Linked DNA regions of Mus musculus: regions 1, 2 and 3 are each linked to region 4. The links are chromatin contacts, called in public HiChIP or PLAC-seq and promoter capture Hi-C maps. All regions are on one chromosome and are shown on one strand. The core of a region is the stretch at or near the end of the contact, and the rest is flanking DNA. Distances in the headings are between cores, read along the strand shown.

Region 1 (3,899 bases), core at 1,243-3,742, 310 kb after region 4:
GGGCTAAGAACACACTGACCGTGGAGTTACCATGCCAGATCCCTTTATTATCTCTGGATTCATCAGCTTTCCCCTACTTGATTCCTTCCCATTGTCTTGAATTATAAATGCAAGCAATGGTTTTGCCTCTTTTCCCCCAATATCTACACATCACATTTGTGCTTCATGTCGTATTGCCGGAAGCCTCCCAGCCTGGAGTAGTTGAAACGAGGCACAGAGTTGGACTTAGGTGAGGCCTTAAAGACTGATGGTCTCTGGATGTTCTAGCTAAATGTTTGTTGATAGCTTCTAAAAGGTCCAAAAAGCTTTCTTGTTCTTTCTGAGGGTTAAAAGCCACTGAGGGGGAAATCTTAGTGTCCAGCCTGGGCATCTGGCTGTGGACACTCCCATTCTGAGAAGCCAGCACTCTGCTCCACGCATGCAGTCCTGGTGAGGGAACCCCAGTCACAGATACTATCCAACCCTTTGGTACAGAGCTTGGGGTATAGTTGAGGTGTAAGCAGACACAGACCTCAATTTTCCAAACTGGGTAATTGTTCTAAAAGTAGGTAAGAAATCTAAGGAGGGCAAATCGCTTCCTCTCTCTCATCTTGTGAGAAGAGACTGGAGAAGAGTCTTAGTAGATGACATATAGCGTGCAAGGATGACACTAGAGGCTGCCTTTACCTGCACAGGGACCAAGGGGAGAGTCACAGATGTCGTGAAAGGGTGGGGAGGCACTCATGGTCTTGCTTGTCTGATTTTTAGTGGTGTGAATAAGAATGGCCTCCATCGGCTCATACATTGGAATGCTTAGTCATCAGGGAATGGCGATTCTTGAGGATTGAGAGATCCATCACTGTGGGGTGGGCTTTGAGGTTTCTGAAGCCCAAGCCAGGTCTAGTGTTTCTCTCTTCTGCTGCCTGTGGATCTGGATGTAGAACTTGCAGCTATTTCTCCAGCACAGTGTCTACCTGTGTGCTACCGTGCTCCCCACCATGATGACAATGGATTAAACTTCTGAAACTGTAAGCAAGTCCCAGTTAAATGCTTTCCTTCATAAGAGTTGCCTTGGTCGTGGTATCTCTTCACAGCAATAAACACTGACTAAGACAGTCTGTTCTTTTTATGGTGCTGGAACCTAGGACCTCTCATATATTAGATAAGTATTCTACTCCCAGGGATACAACAATCTTTTTTAAACCTGTAGATTCCCCGTGGCTGTAGCTCAGAGGTAGGACTTTTGCTCAGTGTGTGTGTGAAGCTGGGCATGGGTTCCATCCCTAAATACTTAAATACCAACCCCCAAATCCTGACTCCAGAGTCCCTGGTTATCTGAGGGTATGGGTTGAATATGAACTGTCGCCTCTCACAGACTCTTATGCTGAGGTCTTCCTCCACCTGGTGGTCTCACTTTGGAAGGCTCTGGAAACTAGGTTAGCTGCAGAGAGCGAATCACACAGGCATGTCCTTGAAGAGCATTTTGTCTCTCTGTATCCTGGCTGTCACAAGGCAAGAAAACACTCCTCTCTATCCTTTCTTGGACATGGATGGAGACCTCTGAAACCACGGGCCAGAATCAATCCCTCTCCCCTTCAGTTGCTTTTGGGATATTTTGTCACAGCAGTGTGAAACTAACAGTGAGCAGAAACATTTGTTATTCAAGACCAGTTGCCACAGAAGGGACTTTAGCCTCTCTCACAGGAGTCACCTTTGACTTGGAGCTAACATCTGTGAGTCAGTCCTCCTGTGCAGGGCTGCAAGTGGGTGGGACTGTGGAAACGCATCTTGAGTTTACAGATGAGGAGAGTAGGGTCCTGGTGACAAGCCTGCATTTTTCCAGGCTGCAGGTGTCCCTTGAACCTGTATATTCTTGCCACAGTATCTCCTGTTTCTGACCATCCAAGACCAGCGAACACTTCTGTGTTACCCGGACAATGTGGCTTGCTTTTCCCCCTGGTAGGTGTTATGTACTTTAATGGAACAATGAGAGAGAGAGAGAGAGAGAGAGAGAGAGAGAGAGAGAGAGAGAGAGAGAGAGAGAGAGAGAGAGAGAGAGATTATAGAAACCTATAGCAAAGTGTGTGTTGAGCTGACCACAAGCTGCACAGCAGAGACCTTGAACACCCACTACTGCCAGATCCAATATTTGCTGGCCACAGCGGAACCACGATCGGACCTTTGGCTGACCGTAGTGGGATCATGTCTCAGGACTCTAAGTCCTTCCACACCCTAATTTCTCAAGTGCCCTCTGCTCCCTTGCAACGACAGCGACAGCGACTGGAAGGTCCTTGCCTCAGCGCGCTCTTTCCTTTTGCTTCCAGCACTTTTGCAAACTTTTCTGTTCCTACATTAGGGTGCTGGCTAGCCTTTGGAGATGCGCAGGCCTTGGGGTTGCAAGGGCAAGGGGTGAGTCCAAGGTTGCAGATCCTCGGCTGGCGCTGGGCGGGTTTAGGGGAGGCGGCCGAGGGCGGGGACTGGAGTCTTCCAGGCCTGTGGGTCCTCGTGCGGCTTCCGAGCCCTGACACCACGGAGGCCACATGGAACGCACGGAGGAGTCCGCTCCCGGGCCGGGAGGCGCGGACGCTGCGTCCGAGCGCCGTGGGCTACGCTGCCTGCTGCTGCCCGGCTTCCTAGAGGAGCTGCGGGCACTCTTGGTCCTGGCGGGTCCTGCGGTGAGTCAGGTGGCCTCGGCTGCAGGCCGGTCCCCGAGGACTGGGGGCCCAGTTACCTAAATTTCAGGGTCTGACTTGGCGGGGTTGGGGACCCGAAGAGCCTGCAGCGGGCCACAGCTATGGGGATGTGCAGAGCCTAGTGACTCTTGGCGTGCGCCCTGAAGCCAGGGGTTCCTGAAAATAAAAGCACTCAGACCTGTCTCTCTCCAGGCAGAGGCATGAAACAGGAAGGTAAACTGTCACCTTAGAATTAGGCTTTCAAAACTATTTGGAATCTAGAGCCAATGTCTGACGCAGAAGCATCCTGTGTCAGCTCCTCTTCCACTAAGCGCTGCGCTCAAAATCTGAGGTTTTAATGAGGTTCCCTTTGGGTAGGAAGTGCTTTTATTAGTGGGGTCGATTTTACTCATTAGACTAGGTCTCTCTCAATCTCGGCTTTTAGAAGCAACGTGGGAAAAAAACAAAAACAAAAAAACCCCCCAAACCACAGAACCACATCACACACGTGCTGCCTTCTGTTCTCTGTCAGTTTGGGGGTTTTCAGTCCTCAAGGGTGAGAAAGCCACTTCTCTGACACACTCTGTGTGTCTGAGTGAATAAACATTTGGCCAAGAGGCAGACATTCAAGCACCTGGGAGCCCCTGAGCCCCGGCATGTGTGCCCTCTTGACACACACGATAGGGCATAGAGAAGCAAGATCAAAGCCCAGGGTGAAGCCATCAGCTACAGGTCCAGGAGAGGCATAGGAGCTCACAGCCCTCTGCGGTGCTCAGTCTCCAGACTTGAAGTTCAGTTCCTGTGTGGATCTTCCCAAGCATGTTAGGGAACAGCCCACGGACTCAGAACAGCTCCGTTCTCCTTTCTATGAAGTCTATGAGCCGTCAGCTTTGCCGTAACTTAGTCTCACTGAGTTGCTGCCAGAAAAGCTTCCTAAGAATCAGGTGTGGTGTGGTAGCCGTGGCCTGGAATCTCTGTGCTTGGGAGACTGGGGCAGAAAGGTGACTAGAGTGACTTACTGTTCCAAGCCATCCTGGGCTACAGCATGAGCTCCTGCTTCAGAAACCCAAAGAGGAAAAATAGCAGCAGCAGCAGCATTTGGAGCTCATGCCCTCTTCTAGTCACGTGATCCCCAGTTCTAGGCTAATAGAGGGGAACTGGCTACTTTTCCTACATGGGAACATGAATGTATACATGTATGTCATTGGTTTCTCACCAACACAATGCATACCCATTACAGAGGGAAAA
Region 2 (4,245 bases), core at 1,417-3,916, 270 kb after region 4:
TGATCCGCAGTTCTGGTTCCGGAATGAGGGATCCTCCTTGCGCCAGTCCCGAGTTTTTTTTCTCGTCCCGGAATTCGGCACCAATTGTTATTAGACGCGTTCTCACGACCGGCCAGGAAGAACACCACAGACCAGAATCTTCTGCGGCAAAGCTTTATTCTTACATCTTCAGGAGCCAGGGTGCAGGAAGCAAGAGAGCAAGAAGCAAGAGAGAGAGAAAAGCAAGAGAGAGAAAAGACGAAACCCCGTCCCTCTTAAGGAGCATTCTCCTTCGCCTCCGACGTGTCACTCCCTGATTGGCTGCAGCCCATCGGCCGAGTTGACGTCACGGGGAAGGCAGAGCACAAGTAGTCATAAGATACCCTTGGCACATGCGCAGATTATTTGTTTACCACTTAGAACACAGCTGTCAGCGCCATCTTGTAACGGCGAATGTGGGCGCGGCTCCCAACAAAAGACAGCACTTAATTGGGGTCTTGCTTACAGTCTCAGAGTCCATGAACATCATAGTGGGGAGTTGAGAGCTTTAAACTCTATTCTGTAGCAGCAGGCATGGGGGTGGGGCACTGAGCCTAGTGTGGGCTTTTGAAACCCATACCCAGAGACATACGTCTGCCAGCAAGGACACACCTACTTCAACAAAACCACACCTCCTAATCCTTCTAATCCTTTTCAACCAGTCCCACTAAGGATCAAACAAACATTTGAGCCTGTGGGGACCATTCTCACTCAAACCACCATAGGACTCCTTCTGTTTCATATCTGTACAGATAGAAGCCTTGATGGGACACCCTGTCTGAGCCCTCCAAATTCACTAAGAAACTGGTGGCACCTCCCGATAAGAGGGGATGGAAAGTCGGTGGGGTAGAGGAGGGAGGTGTCTGTTCAGCTTTAAGGACATTTCTAGACTATGTCAGCTGGGCTGTGGTCCAGCCCAATATCATACATGGCTGCTGGAACATGTTCAGGTTGTGGGAAGTAATCAGAGGCAGGCTGTCAGTGCAGTGTGCTAGAAAATGTGGAGTACATAGTGATTCTGCTGCCTTGCCCAGGGGCCTTTGGCCTTCACCTATTCAGTATTTTCAAGGCAATCCAACGGAGTTAGGAAATACTCCAAGTTGAGCCCTGTTTGACTTGGGAGCAAAATCCCAAACTCAGGCTCATTTGGAAGTCCCTCAGCAGATGGGTGTCAACTGTGCAGCACACCTGCTCAACATCAGAAGTCCCCAGAGTCCAGCCACATTGGCCACAGAGGACTAGAAGGGATGGTACAGTCATAGAACCACATGGTCCTAACTCTATCCTGAGCTCCAAGAGAAGCGTCAGGAGGGGGAGATGCCAGGCGCTGCTGGGACCAGCTCAGACAAAGATTTGCTTGTCTTCCAGTCCACGAGAGAACAGAAGGCTCAGCAGATGGACACTGGAGGAAGTTTCATGACCTGTGTCACTACCCACTGGACCAGCCAGGGAACCTGTAAAAGCGATCGTGCTGGGAGAAGGCAGAGCCCCATTGGACAGAGACTGGAGGGTTGCCTCTTCGAGGGCATGGGATGCATACACTCTTGTGTACTTTCTCCTCCACTTGTGCAAGTGCAAGACTCTGAGTCCCTGAAATGATTTGTCTTTAGGGGGCAGCCAGCACAGCTGAGCCTCTGCAGTACAGACAGCGACCTTGCCTAGCACATCCTGTAAGTGTATCTTCCTCTGCCTGGTTTCTCCCACATCTCTGTCATGCAGGGGTAAGGCTCCTGTCCCCACAGTGGCCTGTTCTTTCTCCCACTCTGAGGAAGTTTGGCCTCTTCTATTTGGAATGTTTGGAAAACGATACACCATATTCTGTGTGAGGGAGAGCTTCCCTCATGAGTGCAAGTTTCCCTTGCCCAGTTGTCTTCTATCATTTAGAACAGACAGATCATATGCAGTCCCTGCTCCAGTTGGTACAAGCCTGGGGTGTCCTAGTTTGCTTTCTCTTGCTGTGATAAAGACCAGGACCAAACGCAAAGGAGTGGGGAAAAGCATTTATATCTGGCTCACTCATCCTGATCACTGAGGGAAGCCAGGGCAGGAACTCAAGCAGGGCAGCAACCTGGAGGTGGGAACCAAAGCAGAGACCATGGACGGACCATGATCACTGGCTTGTTTTCAGGCTCACAGTCAGCTGACTTAATACAGACCAGGTTTAACTGCCCAGGCATGGCGCCTGCCACAGTGGGCTGGATGCTCTTACATCAATCATCAACCAAGAAAATGTCCTAAAGACTTGTCTAGAAGCCAGTCTGATGGAGGCAGTTCCTTAGTTGAGATTCTCTCTTCCCAGATACAACTAGGTTTGTGTCAAGTTGAACACACAACAAGCAAACCAACAAATAAACAAAAACAAGCAAACAGTAGGAACCTAACCAGCACAAGAGGCAGTTCCCTTTTGGGTGCTCACCAGAAAGTGGCTGTGAACACCTTTGTATATGTCATTAATGGAGGTAAAACATCAGTGCAGCGTGTGGAGACCCAGAACTTGCCATTGTCCCTCTAGTTCTCGAAGGCCAGAAGCAGAGCCTGTGCAGGGTCACATGACCAGGGGAGGCAGTTAGGAAAGACATCTGTTGCTTCTGCTGTCCTCACTCAGCTGGCTGAGGGCTCTTTTGCTCGACCCACCATATAAAGCCCAGGCGGTGAGGACAAAGTCCTCAAGTGCTAACCAGTCTGTCCTCAGGATGTCCAAACAGCTGGCAGTGTGCATGTGAAGCAGAAGAGCATGGCGCCCTCTAGTGTTACAGTCTGGTTAGGGCCTCGGGTACCTGAAAAGATCCCCCTTGACAGTAGCCAGAATTAACAGTTCTCATCCTGAGGTCTGAGACCCTTGCTCCTTTGTTCTTTGGAACACTTCTGCTAAGTAGGGCCTGCAGTTTCTGTTTTCTGGGTCTTTAAACCCGTTTATTGTTTTCATTTTATTTTATTTTATCTGTGTGGTTGGGACTTACATAACCCAGGTTGGCCTTGAACTTGCTATATAGCTGAGGTTGACCTGGAACTCCTGAGCTTTCTATCCCCACCTCCCAATTTCCAGGATTACAGACTTAGCTACCACACTAGGCTCCTTTATCCGCCTCTGTCTGGATCCACCCTCTCTAGCCTCTCCTTTCTCTTGCCCTGGCTTCTTCCTGGTTCCGAAACTTCTCTTCCAGCTTGGCTTGATGACCGCTCAGTTGCCGGCACCCACCTCGACTGTTTCCGTTGCTCTCTGCTGTCATTTTTTTTTTTTTTTGCCTCTTTGTGTTACAATCTCAACTTTCACAACAGAAGACAAGTGAAGACCATTGGAGAGAAGCCTTTGCTGGCTCTTTAGGGAAGCTGGGTGTCTCCCAGCAACTCACTGGATGAGGTTGCTTATATAGCCCAAGAAATGAGAAGGGCTAGGATGCTAGCATGGACTCTGGAATGTGTCCCGGGTACTTGTGACACCGAGGGAGTCTGGAGGCCAGCATGGGCTTTGATGAGCTGATAGGTGCCATTGATGTCCCTTCTTCCAGAGCAAAGGGAACTGATTGCTTTTGGTGGAGGGAAGGTGTTCCCCAAGTTCCTGAGGAATGCTGGCTTCTATCTAGCCTCTAGATATCCTCCTATAGCCCAGGTTGAGCTCATTGTGGATATTTGGACTGCCTTTTGGAATTAGGGGAGCTGGAATATTCTTTGAACCTGACATTGTTACACTTCAGTCTTAGCCTTCAGACCAGCTCAGTCTATGAGCAGAAGGGAGAGGCAACAAGCTCAAATTTCAGACTGTGCAAGCAACACACCCCTGTAGGCATATATTTTTCTTAACCTACTTTAATAAGAGTTCAACCTCTCCTCTGGCCCACCACCCACCAGAGGTAGTGGAAAAGAAAGGTTATTAGGGTGTTCGCAGCCTTCGTCCCGCAGCCGCCGCTCTTCAACGCCAGCGCCGCCTCTCTCTTGCCGAGCTCCAGCCGAAGGAGAAGGAGGGGGTAAGTAAGGAGGTGTCCATACCATGGCTCGTACAAAGCAGACTGCCCACAAATCCACCGGAAACAACTGTAAAGCACCCAGGAAACAACTGGCTACAAAAGCTGCTTGCAAGAGTGCGCCCTCTACTGGAGGGGTGAAGAAACCTCATCGTTACAGGCCTGGTTCTGTGGCACACCCTGAAATCAGATGCTATCAGAAGTCCCTTGAACTTCTGATCCGCAAGCTCCCCTTTCAGTGTCTGGTGCGAGAAATTGCTCAGGA
Region 3 (3,928 bases), core at 822-3,321, 340 kb after region 4:
AAAAACGACTTGAAGGAACATTAATGGTCATTTAAAGGGAAAGCAGACCTTCCCCTGCAGCATCGCCCTAAGATGCTTGCTTGCTTGCTTCCTTCCTTCCTATCTTCTTATCTGTATGTCTTTCTTCCTTTCTTCCTTTCTTCCTTCCTTCCTTTCTTTCTTTCTTTCTTTCTTTCTTTCTTTCTTTCTTTCTTTCCTTCTTTCTGTCTGTCTGTCTGTCTGTCTTCCTCTTTCTTTCTTTCTTTCTTCTTCTTCTTTCTTTTCTTTCTCTCTTTCTTATAACAACTTTTTTCTTGAATTAACTTTCTCCTAGCAACAATCACAAATAATAACCACCACCATCTGTACATATGAAAGTAAGAATCCTTTCAAGCTACTCACTAAGACCCCTTTTCCCCACAGTGTGTCCTGAGAGCCATGGAGAAATTATGATGACGGATCTTGAAAAAAAAGACGAGACTCAGTTGGACCAGCCGATGAACCAGCAACAAGCTTTGCCTATCCGTCCAAAGGACAGCAATAAACTGTCTGGGAAACAGTTGGCCTTACGGAGAGGACTCCTGCTCCTAGGGGTAGTCTTAGTCTTGGTGGGTGGGATTTTAGTGAGAGTCTATATCAGAATTGAATAATGTGGGAATGCCATCAATCCAGCAACTTGGGTGCTCCTCAGTCTGTGAAGTTAATGCTGAACAAATCCACCCCACATTGAAACATCAGGGCTGGGGATACTGCAGACAGCAATATGTTCAGCATGTTCTGGGCCCTCTAACATAAGTTCTCTCTCTCTCTCTCTCTCTCTCTCTCTGTATGTGTCTCTCTTTGGGTGTGTGTTTGAGAGAGACAGAGAGAGGGAGACACCCCCCCAAGAGATATAAACAGAAAGACAAAGAGACATAGATGAGACAGAGGCAGAGGAGATGCTCTGGAGTGGACAATGCCTGCAATATACTTACCTACCAAATACCAGTATTCGAAACATTGTACCAACCGGAATGTTGATTTTGCACCCCTGGGATTGCAGGGAGTCACCTGGAGACTCTAGCTCACTGCCACTGTCCCCATGTTTCCAAAGGATAGTGTCACACATTGTGAACCCAGGAAAAGCTCCCCGTTCAAAAACAGTCTCTTCTGAATGCGTGTCACTTTTGCATCAATGTTAAAGTTGAGCCCCTGGAAAGTGAATCACTGTTTAAGTCTGGGCCCACGTGCAGTTTTGAACATAGAGACAATTCAGAGCCAGTCATTATAGTTAACAGAATTCAACTGTGCCCATGGGAATTATGAACTGAGAATTCAAAAATTTTGTTTCTCTAATAAATAAGGTAAACACCATATAGTGCAATGTGGGGGAGACTATGGGGGAGTATTAATTCATCTGCCACTGTCAAACATGCACTGCTGTCTACTGTCTTCATTCCGGGCTGGAATTCCTATTTCTTCTGCCTATTGTTTTCTATGCTACAAAACTATATCTGAACTGCTTCTATATTCTTGCTGTGTGACTTCTATTAAATACATTTTATGATATGTCTCTGGGCTGTAGATTATTATTCCGTGAGCAAACAGCGTTTATAAATCATCAGAGGAAGCTCAGATTCCCCTGGGAGAGGGGTGCAGGCAACGGGAGGTCTCTGGAGCTGTAAAGCGATGAAGACCCAGAGTGACAATCCCCCTGGTGGTGGCCATTGGACAAAGCTTGAACAAAGTCGAAGCCCAATTCTTCCAGCCTCTGAAGGGTTGATTAAGTACACACGGATAATTCAGCAAACTTCCAAAGTACAGAAAATGAACACAATTAGAAACGTCAGTCACTATGAGTGTAAAACGGCTCAATTTATTTTTTCTTTTGGTGGTTGGGGCTGGGGTTGGAGTCTGCTACAGGCAGGCATTCCTCATTGAGCTACACCAGCAGCTACACAGTGGCGTTTGGATGGGACCACCTAAACCATCCCTCAGCTTAATTCTTGTTGTGTCTATAAGCACCCAGGCCGAGGCTTGTGCCGCGCGCTGCGCTCGGCGACGGTTGGATTTGGACGCGGCGCCCGGGGCGGGGTGGCGCGTGGGGCGGTTCCCGCCCGGCTCCCTGCACTTCGCAGTGGCTACTCGACTCACGGCTCCACGTGTGGATCGCGCCACTATCTGAGCCTGTGCCATGGAGCCGGCCGAGGACAGCCTGGGAGCCACCATCCAGCCCCCGGAGCTGGTCCGCGTCCCACGGGGGCGCAGTCTGAGGATCCTGCTGGGCCTTCGAGGAGCGCTGTCCCCCGACGTGAGACGGGAGGCGGCCGCGCTAGTGGCGCTCGCGGGCCCGGTGGTGAGTTGGACCCCGAGCTGCGGGCGCGGGGCGACCTCAGGCGGCCCGAGAGTGACCGCCTCTCTGCTCCTTGCAGTTCCTGGCGCAGCTGATGATCTTTCTCATCAGCATCGTCAGTTCCATCTTCTGCGGACACCTGGGCAAAGTCGAGTTGGACGCCGTGACACTCGCTGTTTCCGTAGGTGCTAACTGTTTCAGCTGATGATGTGGTAAAGCCGGAAAGCTTTAATGTGTTTTTATTTGTATAGCGCTGGAAATGGCCTCAGTGCCAAGAATCCGAATTAGAACTGCAGGGTCTGGGTCTGACCCACCGTGCTACTATGATCTTCAGATTTGGGAAGAGAGCGAGTTCAGAGTAAATCCCCGCTTCACCCCCTCCCAACCCCCAGGCACTGCGTCCTGGGGGGACATGAAAGGAGTGTCCCAAGCAGACCACATGGTGCACAGCTACCCTAAATGAACTTTGTGTCCCCACTTCTGAAACCAAACCACCAAAGCTATTAGTTACACGGTTCATTAAGATTGCATGTAAAGTGTCTTTCTTCCTCATGGCTTGCAATCCCGCGTCCTTAGAAGCCTCTCTCCATCTGCTAGCAAGGTAGTGGAAAGCAGCTCGCTTGCATTTGATCCTCACTTTCAGACAGGAGAGAAACTCTTCCTCCAAGGGAGGTGATGGCGACTGGGTCCTCCCCTATTTCCGAAAGTGTCCCTTCTGCCCGCTAGGATGTTGGAATGCCCTGTGCAATAGTGGAGGTCCGCAGTTTCTCTTTCAGTATAATGGAGGAGAGAGACCTGGCGCTCGCTCTCTCTCTCTCTCTCTCTCTCTCTCTCTCTCTCTCTCTCTCTCTCTCTCTGTGTGTGTGTGTGTCTCAGTTTATGTATGGATCTATAACTGTACTGTCAGAATTATAGTTTTAGTTTTCTCTCTCTCTCTCTCTCTGTGTGTGTGTGTCTCAGTTTATGTATGGATCTATAACTGTACTGTCAGAATTATAGTTTTCTCTCTCTCTCTCTCTCTCTCTCTCTCTCTCTCTCTCTCTCTCTCTCTCCTCTTTCTCTGTTGTTGTTGTCTGGCAATTTCCTTTCCTTTTCCTGTTATGTCTCTAGAGTTTCGATGTAAAAACAACAGGAATAAATGCGACCCACAGTGAGACAGGAGGCTTGGCGGTGGTCCGTGGGAGCACCAGTGTGTTCTACAGACAGGGCTTTCTGCAGATAAGGGCAGGACAGTGAGAGCCACTGTCAGCCCTTCATAAATGAGTCAAGGAGATATGTTGCTTTTAGTGAATGTTACCTTGTAACTAATTGTTGGGAAGGTAGTGGCCCAGTGGTTAGATATGTTAAGTTTTATACATTTTGTTTTTGAAACAGGGTCATGCTCAGTAGTCCAGGCTGGCCTTGAAGTTTCAATATTCTTGCCTCCATTGGAATTACGGGCCTAGTCATTTTTGTCTCATCTTTTGTTGTAATGCTGTTCCTGGTGAGAGAGAGAGAGAGAGAGAGAGAGAGAGAGAGAGAGAGAGAGCTCTGACTGTGCTCAGTCTGGTAGAAGCTTGAACAAACCTGGGCTATAGAGGATGACTGGTATTCTAAGCCAACCAAAGGCAGTTAGTT
Region 4 (3,869 bases), core at 904-3,403:
CACACACACAGATGGGGCTCACACTAAGATCAATGTCTTTCTGTCACTGTAGACAGGTGCCATCAATAACAAACCTGGGGGAGTGGAATTGGGTGCAAACGAAGCTATGGGTCTGCAAGGAGTGGCTACATCACAGCTGTGGGCACAATGATGTAGACAGGAAGCCCTAAGGGTACAACTTGGCCCCAGGCACCCCTATCTGTCCTTATCATTGACTGGCCCTATGTCATTCTGTCTGCAGAAGATTAGAGCCTGTAGCTGTTCCCAGGCCAAGCTGGAAAGTGGACGTGGCCTCCTTCCTGCTGTAAGAGCACTGGCACAGCAGGTTGGGCCCCATTCAGTCTTTCTCCCTCCTCTCAAGGGACTGGGCTCTGCCACAGTGGGAGTCACCCCTGGCCCTTTTTAGGGGCAACAGACTCCCAACTATTCTCAGGTGTCCAGAGTATTATTCAGTCCTTCCTCCTTCCTGCCACCCAATACCCTACCATCACAATGGCTAGAGATGCAAAGTGTACCTACAGACTAGAAACCCTCAGTTAGTGGCCCCATGGACAGAGCCTCGACTCTGGGGGAAAGCTGAGCCACCTCAGCTACTGACCCACTTTTGGTCTCTGCCCAAGAGCTCCCCAGGCCCTGTCAGCCAGATCAGTCCCCAGGGTAGACACCTGGCCTTGTACACTGACTGCCTCATTCTGGACCCGGACAGTGAAGGGGTCAGACCCAGGTAGGAACACTCTCACTACCACCTGAAGACAGACCTGCTCTAGATATATCGCAACTTGCTGGGCTACCTTGCCTGTCAAATCAGGCACACCTCTGCTCATTCATGGCCACCCAGCTATGGTTTGACTGTCTGTACAAGCATTGTACACAGCTTCTCAAGATGTGTGTGTGTCAGTATGGAGCAGTCACCCAAAGCCGGGCACTGTGCAGCCCAGTCAACGGCTGTCAGCTAAGGGAATCCACACAAGGCCTGAAGAGCCTCTTGATGGCAAACCACAACCTAAGTAAATACCCTCACCTCTTCCACTGGTGAAAACCTTCAATAGGTACCACCTGCTCTGGCCTGGACAGCTGCTGCTACTGTAGCACTCAGAGAAAAGCTTGGAGAACCACCACCAGCCACACAGCACAGCTAGGAAGCAGGCAGATTTCCTCAGGGCTCCAGACCAGCCTCCACGTCTCTCCCGAGACCCCTGCCAGCAAGCTCATGTATGTGTGCAAGCTTCTATCTGCTCCTGGGTCTGAGACGAGATAAGGGAGAGTGGGTGAGAGAAAGGCCGCATTCCTCCCACACAGCTCATGGTTTGCATTTGGGGAACTCAGAAACACTCCAGGAGGGCACAGAAGCCCACTCAGCCTGGAAGCCCAGTGCCACCTGCTAGAGGGAGTGGACATTCAGCTTCTGATCACCGGAGGAGGCAACCGAGAGGCCAGTCAGAGGTCCAGGGGCTGTCTCGGTGCCCATGCGTGCTGGGTGAATGGGGGTCTCGCCGTGGCGCCTCACCTTCTGCGCCTGGCTGACCATCTTGCGCACCACTTCCTTGATGTGCGGCTGCCCGTCGATGGGTGGCTGCATGTAGACGCTGGCCCGGGTCACACCTCGGTAGGCAATGGTGTCAGGCCAGCCCAGGTCCAGCTGCGGGATGGAGCGGTCCGACTTCTGGGGCCAATACTCCAGCGAGGGCAGCGTCTCCGTGGCTGGGGGCCCGCCCGCCGCACTGGTCTCCTCGCTGGCATCCGCGCCTCCGTTGTCCTGGGGTTCGGGGCGGCGGCCCGAGACCCGCGGGTCCTCAGAGCCCGGGTCGTACACCTCGATGGCCTCCACGATACGCGAAAGCTCCAGCTCCGAAAGAAAGTCGCGGATGTTCTCGCGCTTCAGCACCTCGTAGAAGGCGTCGCGACCCCGGGCCACCAGGGCCTCCAGGGCCAGCCTCTGCTCCTCGCTGTAGAAGAACTCGGGCTTCGACTCGCTGGATCGCCAGTTCACGTGGTTGTCGTCCAGACACTGCACCTGGGAGAAGGCCATGGTGGCCCTCGCTGTGGGAACGCGGCCCGACGGGCACCGCGCTCTCAGGCTCCGGGGCCTCGGCGCCTCTGAGAACCGCACCTGAGGGAATCAGCAAAAGACCGCGGTCGGGGTCAGAGGGCGGGCGGGGGCGTGGCGAAGGAAGGGGCGTGGCGGGTAGTGTGTGGGCGGAGCGAGGCGTGGCGAGGTTAGCCAGAGCCGTCCAGGGCCGCGGTTGTCCTCTGCCTCTGTCTTGGGATCCGCCTGAGGTTCTCGGAATCCTGGGAATAAGCTGGGGCTGACGGGGACCCTCGCCCCAGTCCGGAGTAAGAGCCGGGACGCCAGCCCAAGTGAGGCTCGCAAACCCGGAGGAGGGACTTGCTTACCAAGCAGGTGGCGCCGTGCAGACCGGACGACCCGAGGAACCACAGGCGTTGGTGGTGGCACCGGGCTGGACCGCCGGTGACTAAGGGCGGTCCCGCCCACCCTGCCACCCTCACCTGGGGTCACGTGCGGCCCCGGGGGCGGAGCCGGAAGCTGATTCATCTCCTCAGACGGCGCAAGGCTGGACAATTTGCTGCCTCTAAGCCTCGTGGAAGTCTTCCTCTGCCCCCCAGTCCCGCTGGCGATCCTGGTCCATCTCTGGCCCGGTTCTGTCTTGCGGGTGGGATGCTCAGCTGTCCAGTTGTAGACTGAAGGTTGGGTCGTGGGCCGAGGCCCAGCTCCAGCTCCAACTGCTTCCACACTCTTGCTCTCCATGTGCACAGACCAGATACAGATTAGTCCTGAGCCCAACTGCTTGCTGGGATCCCACCTAGCAGAACCTGGTGCACCTCACATGCCTGAACCCTGCGCCAGAAAAGGGTAGAGAGAACCAAGCTGTGCTCAAACGCAGCTCTTGGCTGTTCCCCAGTGATGGAGACCATTAGGTCCTTATCTGAGGGCAGGATGTCAGGTGCAGTTTGGCAAAGGGCTCCTTCCTGAAGCTTCTTGTTTCAGGACACCAGGCCAATACTGCCCTGTCTTTCTAGCCTACTTACCATCTCTGGGTCAGGATAGAGCTGGTTTGAGTCCCAGTGGACCCTGGCCTTAACCTAATGAGGACAAGCTAATGGCAACATTGTACCCTCCAGACATGTCCTCACTGTTCATTTTCCAGTAAGGCCTCCTTGCCCTGCATTCACTGCTTTCAAAGCTTCAAAGCCTAGTTAGCATCCTTGGAGTCCTCACCACTGATCCCCAGACTCAAACCCTTCACCTCTAGCCTCAAAGTCCTCATCAGGCCTTACACTGGGTGAACACTGTGGTTCATACCTGCTCTTGCTTGGCACTCTTGCCCACCTCGGGCACCTGAGTCACCTCCTTACCTCCCATTCCCAAGGAGCAGAGAGGGGCAGTGATGAGTGTGAGTCTTGTACCCTCAACAAAGATGTGCTGACCCTCAGTTTATTCTCTTGTTCTTACCACTGTGGAGTTCCCGGCTTCATTAAGGAACCTGGCCCTCTGGCTGGAAGGCTCATCTGCTCCACTCAAGTCACAAGAAGCTGTAAAGAGTGAATGGAGAGGCTATTCATTTTCTCCAGTTTCATCTGATATGACTGTCTTGGCCAGAAAATCCTTTGGGCCATCCACAGAGCTGCATCAGATCTTGTGTGTGTGTGTGTGTGTGTGTGTGTGTGTGTGTGTGCGTGCGCGTGAGCGCTGGGGAGTGGGGTATACAGCCTTGTCATTATGTATAGGTTTAACAACCATTACCATCAAGATATGCACACCTCTAATCCCAGGACTTGGAATGCGTGGCAGGATTACAGAATTGCAGGCTGGAGGCCAACCAAAGCTAGCAGGATTGTGACACTGCAGA

Evidence for each region. Promoter capture Hi-C pulls out the DNA fragments that hold promoters and counts their contacts. HiChIP or PLAC-seq counts read pairs in DNA pulled down with a chosen protein or histone mark.
Region 1: a contact with region 4 is called in a promoter capture Hi-C map of embryonic stem cells, with 2.4 times the contacts expected there. The contact joins the promoter of Slc47a1 here to the promoter of Fam83g in region 4. A contact is called at or near these places in 9 of 39 promoter capture datasets (the 3T3-L1 cell line, 3T3-L1-derived adipocytes, the C10 cell line and 3 more), 3 of 115 datasets of contacts at active chromatin or transcription factors (embryonic stem cells and forebrain) and 2 of 9 other capture datasets (adipose tissue and macrophages).
Region 2: a contact with region 4 is called in an H3K4me3 HiChIP or PLAC-seq map of bone marrow-derived macrophages, with 2.6 times the contacts expected there. The contact joins the enhancer-like site here to the promoter of Fam83g in region 4. A contact is called at or near these places in 4 of 39 promoter capture datasets (the 3T3-L1 cell line, embryonic stem cells and liver), 1 of 15 datasets of contacts at CTCF or cohesin (large pre-B cells), 2 of 484 Hi-C or Micro-C datasets (embryonic stem cells and nephron progenitors), 10 of 115 datasets of contacts at active chromatin or transcription factors (bone marrow-derived macrophages, embryonic stem cells, epiblast stem cells and 4 more) and 1 of 9 other capture datasets (adipose tissue).
Region 3: an H3K27ac HiChIP or PLAC-seq map of embryonic stem cells shows a contact between it and region 4, with 3 times the contacts expected there. The contact joins the promoter of Slc47a2 here to the promoter of Fam83g in region 4. A contact is called at or near these places in 8 of 39 promoter capture datasets (the 3T3-L1 cell line, the C10 cell line, embryonic stem cells and 3 more), 3 of 115 datasets of contacts at active chromatin or transcription factors (craniofacial prominence and embryonic stem cells) and 2 of 9 other capture datasets (liver and macrophages).

The regions. Positions count from the first base shown.
Region 1 is chr11:61,376,668-61,380,566 of GRCm38.p6, reverse strand. Slc47a1 (solute carrier family 47, member 1) reads left to right here and starts at 2,492. Exons shown (of 17, transcript NM_026183.5): 1 at 2,492-2,654. The coding sequence starts at 2,520.
Region 2 is chr11:61,416,577-61,420,821 of GRCm38.p6, reverse strand. It overlaps the pseudogene Gm12271. Among named protein-coding and RNA genes, the nearest start is that of n-TWcca5, 11 kb to the right of the region's middle. Within about 2 kb of position 2,666, at least 22 of the 459 cell types and tissues checked have an H3K27ac peak or open chromatin away from gene starts, as enhancers often do. A contact at or near this core is called in bone marrow-derived macrophages, where this site is marked.
Region 3 is chr11:61,341,003-61,344,930 of GRCm38.p6, reverse strand. Slc47a2 (solute carrier family 47, member 2) reads left to right here and starts at 2,071. Exons shown (of 17, transcript NM_001033542.2): 1 at 2,071-2,314; 2 at 2,391-2,492. The coding sequence starts at 2,153. Slc47a1 (solute carrier family 47, member 1) reads left to right here. Exons shown (of 17, transcript NM_026183.5): 17 at 403-1,531. The coding sequence ends at 629.
Region 4 is chr11:61,682,694-61,686,562 of GRCm38.p6, reverse strand. It overlaps Fam83g (family with sequence similarity 83, member G), which reads right to left and starts at 2,153. Exons shown (of 5, transcript NM_178618.3): 1 at 1,508-2,153. The coding sequence starts at 2,029. All of the region lies in intron 9 of Slc5a10 (solute carrier family 5 (sodium/glucose cotransporter), member 10), which reads left to right.